Linked DNA regions of Mus musculus: region 2 is linked to region 1. A link is a contact called in public HiChIP or PLAC-seq data. All regions are on one chromosome and are shown on one strand. Each heading gives the region's core, a stretch centred on a gene start, on an enhancer-like site or on the middle of the called end of the contact. The rest is flanking DNA. Distances are from core to core; before and after follow the strand shown.

Region 1 (2,810 bases), core at 214-2,713:
CCCCTGGGAGCTAGGTTGGCTCCCCGAAATGCATCATGTCCCCGTTCATTACTTTTGGGGTCCATGGGCCTTGAAGTGCCCTCCCAACCCCAGCAATACTATGTAGCCTCCCGATTAGTATACAGTAAGAATGTGAGCTCTAACACACGTTGTGAGGCCACAGGGAATAAACAGGTCAGCAGCTTATATGTCCCGTGTTTATCCAATAACATTTGCCGGGCATCATCGGAAAACTACCCTCCTGTTGCACGTGACTCGGCCCCAGACACTCCCTCGGAGGCCGCAGGCACTCAGGCACCAGCTCCCTGCCTTGTCCCTGGCACAGCCACAGTTGGCACAGGAAAACCACCCCCTGCTCCTCCTCCTGACCCTCCCAAGCTATTCTTTGACAACCGCAAAGATGACGGTAACCGCGGTGAGAATCACACACTGGGGACATGGGCCTCGTTCCCAGATGCAGTGAGGCCTCCCAGGCTAGGCCCCCAGGTTACCTCTGATCCCGAAAACCAGAAGAACAAAGAAACTTACCTTTTGCAGCCGTGTTATCCAGCCAAGGCAAGAATCTAGGAATGTTTGTGTGTCTTCTACACTGTCTCTCTCAGAACCGGTTGAAGCGGCTCACTTGTCTTTTGGGCTTCCCTGCCCTCCCTCTCCTCACTAGTGTTACAGCACTTGAATCCCGAGTCCTTCTATCTAACTCTCTGAGCACAGCCTCTCCTGTCTCCCTGGCTCCTGTCTGTCAATGTCTCAGTATGCCAGACCATGGAATTCATAGACTAATAACGTGGTAAGAGTGTTCAAGTCTTACGACAAGGTGCTAAAGAAACTGCATTTGCTCCCAAGCTTGCGGGCTCTGTGGCAGTTTTGTGGGGTTAAACGCTGTCTGCTTGCCCACCTGACTCTCTTCTGTTGTTTGTTCTCTTTCTCTCTCATAAAGTGTTAAAAGGTTTCAAAAATAGACAGACGGAAAGTGAACTTGGATGGGGCTCCCTCTGTGTCATAGAGTATCAGGAGGCCAGCTGGCTAGCGCTGGCTAGCACTGACTGTCTCATGTACTCTGAGGAAAGGGCACTGATTAAATATTTCTTGAAGTGCATCACTGCATGTCCACGCGCAACTGTTTAAATGTGGAATTCCTGTCTCTCTGCCGTCCCCTTTGCGTAACTGCGTAACAACCCCTTATTTCCCACAGGGTGCCACCTCCTCCAGCTCAGCCCCGTCTGAGGTAATAGTTGTTCCTCTCTACCTGGTTAATACTGACAGAGGGCAAGGGCAAGAAGGCACTGCCAGAACTCCAGCATCTCTGGGGCCACTTGGCTGCGTCCACACTGTCCCGGCGACCACCCCTGCTGCCTCACCTCTGACCTTCCCGACACTCGATGATTTCATTCCCCCTCACCTGCAGAGGCGGCCCCACCACAGCCAGCCAGCCAGTGCTTGTGGCTCCCTCTCCCCTGCTAGCCAGACGTCACCACCCTCACCACCACCTCCGCTGGTCCCTCCCGTCCCGGAGGACCTCCACAGAGGCCTGGAGCCTGACCTCCCGGGAGCTGTCTCAAGTACCGTAAGCTTGCTGGACCCCCTTCCCCACGGCTACCCTGAATGTCTGCTCCTGGCAGTAAAACCCTCCCTTTCTCACTGAAGTACTAAGTTCTGAGGCGGCCTTGGCCACTGTGCTTGTGTGCTGGCTGGATCTGTGTGTGCTATCCCTGAGAGCATGTCTCCCTTGTGCATCCTATGGGCCACCTATGGCTACTCTTGGCCTTTCAAGAACACTCTCTTCCTCTGCTCTGTTGGGAACGCACGTCTTTCTGATGGAAGTCTGTCTTCCCTCTGAGAAGTGTCTGTGATCTTTACCTCACCTGGTCCTGATCTTCCTAGGTCAGGGCAGATGTAGTGTTGAAGGCTGAGAAAAGCTGTGGAAAGCCACAGGCAGATTTGGTGATAGGACACGAGGAAGAAGAGAGTTTATGAGGAGGAAAGTTTTTATTCTTTGGCTGATTTCATGAAGCGGACTCTGTTAAACAGAAGCGGAGAGAGGGAGAGAAAGGGGGTGGGGGCGGTGCGTCTAATTGAGTAAATAGATCTGAAAACTGATGTGTTAAGACTTTCTCACAAGACATAATTGCTAGGGCCCCTGAGGAGGAGGCCACTGTGGTTTTGGTGGCAAACACATATATCAGTAACGGTGGGAAATGTAAAAGTCCTCTCTGTTCAGAATGAGTCTCTTTATAGACAGCCCAGCTGCTTCTGATACAGTAGAAGTCCGGAGCGAAAGAATCTGAATGGACATCATAAGTCATAATGTGAGGACACTTGCTGGCTCAGTGGGATCATGTCGTAACCACTCCTATGATAGGGACTCAGTGGACTCAATTCAGCCCAGCCTAGGGGAAGTCCTAGTTCCTGTTAGCTGCGTTGCTGAGGACTTACCCTAGTGAATGAAGATGTTAAAGGAACTGCTAGGTTAGTGATGGTTTCATCGATGTTCTAAGCAACTAGGATTCATTCACAGGTGCACTTACAACAAGCCAGGACTCCTGCTTTCAGACGGCCTGGAGGAGTTAGGTAGAGAGTATCCACTCTCAAGGCTGGTTGGTGCGCATGGGATCATCCGAGCACTGGAGAAGTCTAGTTTATATACCATAGATTTGATTGAGTGGGTCTGGGAAGGAGCAGGGGCCTCTCACTTGGTTGCAGGTATCAAGTGGGTTTTGATGTTGGAGCCATAAACACCACCACTATTGACACGTGGTACAGTGAGTACCACGTGTTTTGCGGCTAGGACTGAACATTTACTTGCGTCCTTT
Region 2 (3,185 bases), core at 22-2,521, 100 kb before region 1:
GAGTGCACCACCACCACCACCTGGTGCTGTTGTGTTTTTTCTGCTTGATATTGAGGTTGGCTTTTCTAGGCTCATCTTGGAAGGGCCTTGGGTAGTAGGAATGGGTTGTTGCAGGGCAAGACCATGGTGGCTTTGGGATGGGGGAACATGACCAGGTCTTGCTCCTTATACTACTTCTCTTTCTTTATGTTTCCTTTTCTCCCCCCTTAATATACTCGATTCTTTCTACTTCCTTGTCCCAGGACTATTTTATGTGTTGCCAGGTGTGATGTTCGACACAGAAGATGGAGAGTCCTTTTCTTCCCTTTATGTCCTTGATGCTCCATTTTACAGGCTGTCTTTGGCCATTTCTCCCCATGCCTTGCTGTACCCATTAAAGTCACTGCAGGCTTTGTGGAGTGGGAGACCCGGGTCATCCTCACACGAATGCCAGCTCTTTTGTGTCCCCTATTATGGTGCTGGGGCAATAGGGCAGGGTGTTGGGGTGGCTTTGCACATTCTTGGTTGCAACTGGCAGGGCATAGGAGCCAGTACAGCGGTGGGCCTGTGTGCTGCTGAAGCCGGGCCAGCACCAGGCTCAAAGGCTCAAGTGCTGCCCGGTGCTGACTCCACATTTTGGCTCTTAGGCTTCTGCCGTGTCATTTGTATTGGTCATTTAGCCTGGGCTGCTCCACAGCCTTGTCATCATAGGAATTACACAACATCTAGCGTTTTTGACCTTGTAAGGCTTTGGAGAAGAGACTGTAAATTCCTGCTCCGTATAGCAGCTCAGGGGATGGAACGAAGGAGACTTAGTCGGCTGACAGCCCTGGTGTTGGAAGGCTGCCCCTGCACTTGTGCATATGTTGGGCACGTCCCAGAGGGGTTCGTGCTGCAAAGAAGATTGCTGATCAGTGTTAGCCCAAGGAGGTTTGAGGACAGATTAGCTCCTTTTACAGCAAGTATTTTCTTCAACTCCCCACCACAGAAAGAGAGGTTTGGGTTTATTTAGATACACGTAAGAAGTCTCCTTTTCCTTAGTGTTTATTGTTGGCCTTTCCAAGTTCCAGGCCAGTTTCAGGGGGCCTAGGAAACAGTTTGTCAGCCTCTGTTGTTTTGACGTTCAAAGCTTCTAACAAACCCCAGTTTGGGCGAGAGCTTAGCAACTGCAGCGTGGCTGGGTCCCTGGCCAGGGAGGTGTCATTTCCTGATAGGTTTTGACTGCTAAGCACTCTGTGGGCTCAGTAGTACTGTGTCTCTTCTGAACCGGTCATGTGCTGTACTCTTATATTACTGGAGAGGGAGTGTCCCCAGAGCCTGGGGTGGTGAGGTCACTTACCTGGGTCACCACAGAGCCGTGGAAGAACCTGAACTGGAATTATCTCTTTTTCCAACCAAGTCTTAAATCCCATTTGCTGACTCTGTGTGTGTGTGTGTGTGTGTGTGTGTGTGTGTGTGTGTGTGTGTGTGGTAGTTGAATAGGGTCCAGGCACACACACTTTGCAATCAACTTGTCTGGGCTCCAGGTTCTAGCTGAGTTATTTATTTACTTTGCTTATGAGCATTGGCTTAGCCTTCCAGAGTTTCAGTTTCCTTATCTGTAGGATGGCGACTGCCCTTCTTGATAGGTTTTGAAGCTCTCCCAGGCTTGTTCCCAGTACATGTAGGCACTCAGTAGTTGGCACTTGGCAGTGTTATTTTCCATACCTTGCTGTAGATTTCTGGCTCTGCCGGGGTCTGTTATAGGCAGAGCTGCAGTAATCCCCAAACTTGCACGCCACCCTGCACCATCTTCCTTTCATTTAATGCAAACCTTGTGAGCAGACTAAGATCTGGGTTGGTGCGCACCTGTTAGAAGAGGATGCCTATGGATTTAAGCACCGTGCATTCCACAGTCAGCCATTTTTGGCTCAGTTTCAAAGCAGAAGCAGATTAGAGGTGTATGTGTGTGTGTGTGTGTGTGTGTGTGTGTGTGTGTGTCTGTGTGTACATGTGTGTGTGTAGAGGTTGGAAGTCAACCTTTGGTGGGGTTTCTCCTCAAGTGTCACCCACTTTGTGTTTTCTTGATAGGCTCTCTCATTGGCCTGAAATTCGAGAAGTAGGCCAGGCAGGCTGATTGATCAGTGAGTTTCTGGGATCCTACCATTTTTGTGTTGTTGGTTCTGGGGCTCAAACTCAGATCTCCATTCCTACACAGTAAAGTCTTCAGTGACTGCTGCCTCCTCGTCCCCAGACAGATATTATTGGGTCAGGAGAAGTTCCATGTGCTCCAGGTATCCTTGAGTTACAGACACTCTGACTTGTGAGCTATCCACCCATAGGACTTCCTCTTGCCTTTACCCTTCCTTGCCCAGCTGTTCGGATGATGATTCAGTCTGCAAACATTTGAGTGTCTCCTGTGTTCCAGGCATAGGGCAAAGTGCGAGGGAGAAAACACACGTTGAACCTGGAATTCATGAGTCTTATGGTTCATAGGGAAGGCATCAAGTCAATATGAGTAAAGTCATCACAAATCATTTTGAGGCTGCAGTGAGGAAGTGCTGGAGACCACTGAAGCACATGCTAGAGAGACCTGACTGTGTTTAGGGGACCACAGAAGGCTCTCAAAGAGGTGAGTGTTGAGCTGATAGCGGAAAGTCGGAAGCAGAGAGGAGCAGGGGATGGTGGTACAACCTTTGAACTTATCATCTACCTCTTTTCCCGTAGTCTTTTTGGAACCAGTCAGTTGTCATTTGTCTTTGGTGTGCTTGGCACCATGTACTTTGTCATTTGACTCTCCCAACTCTCCTTCAAGATGAGTGTTGTGGCTTCTGGGTGACGAAACCGGCTCAGGGTGCTAAATGCTGTGGGCTTTGGTCTCATGTTGGAGGCTAGGACTTAAACCCCTTGGTCCTTCTGTCTCTGTCTTTTGCAGACATGGTTTTTTGTGGCTTGACCTGGTGGTTTTAGCCACTGTCTCCACATCATGTCCTAGGAAGATGTAATGTGGGTTCCAACCTTTCACCTGTAAGTAGACTTTCGGTACCCAGCCTCTAAGTCGAGGGCTACTGCCTTTGTCAGGCCAGCCCTGGGAGTAAGTAAGTCTGACTCTTAGTGGTTTTAATATCACCTTTTCTGTTCATCACCACAGTTTATGGTACTCTTAGAAGGGGAATTATTTCTAATGAGTATATATAAATACCCAACAGAAGGGGAATACCAATGGA

Evidence for each region. HiChIP or PLAC-seq counts read pairs in DNA pulled down with a chosen protein or histone mark.
Region 2: a contact with region 1 is called in an H3K27ac HiChIP or PLAC-seq map of heart atrium, with 12 read pairs. The contact joins two enhancer-like sites. A contact is called at or near these places in 2 of 484 Hi-C or Micro-C datasets (forebrain and nephron progenitors), 7 of 115 datasets of contacts at active chromatin or transcription factors (double positive thymocytes, embryonic fibroblasts, embryonic stem cells and 4 more) and 3 of 9 other capture datasets (adipose tissue, liver and pancreatic islet).

Annotation. Positions count from the first base shown.
Region 1 is chr19:40,375,399-40,378,208 of GRCm38.p6, reverse strand. Sorbs1 (sorbin and SH3 domain containing 1) reads left to right here. Exons shown (of 29, transcript NM_178362.1): 7 at 1,193-1,564. Among named protein-coding and RNA genes, the nearest start is that of A930028N01Rik, 80 kb to the right of the region's middle. Within about 2 kb of position 1,463, at least 39 of the 459 cell types and tissues checked have an H3K27ac peak or open chromatin away from gene starts, as enhancers often do. A contact at or near this core is called in adipose tissue, heart atrium and memory CD8 T cells, where this site is marked.
Region 2 is chr19:40,475,862-40,479,046 of GRCm38.p6, reverse strand. The region is part of intron 1 of Sorbs1 (sorbin and SH3 domain containing 1); the gene reads left to right. Among named protein-coding and RNA genes, the nearest start is that of Sorbs1, 36 kb to the left of the region's middle. Within about 2 kb of position 1,271, at least 137 of the 459 cell types and tissues checked have an H3K27ac peak or open chromatin away from gene starts, as enhancers often do. A contact at or near this core is called in adipose tissue, heart atrium and memory CD8 T cells, where this site is marked.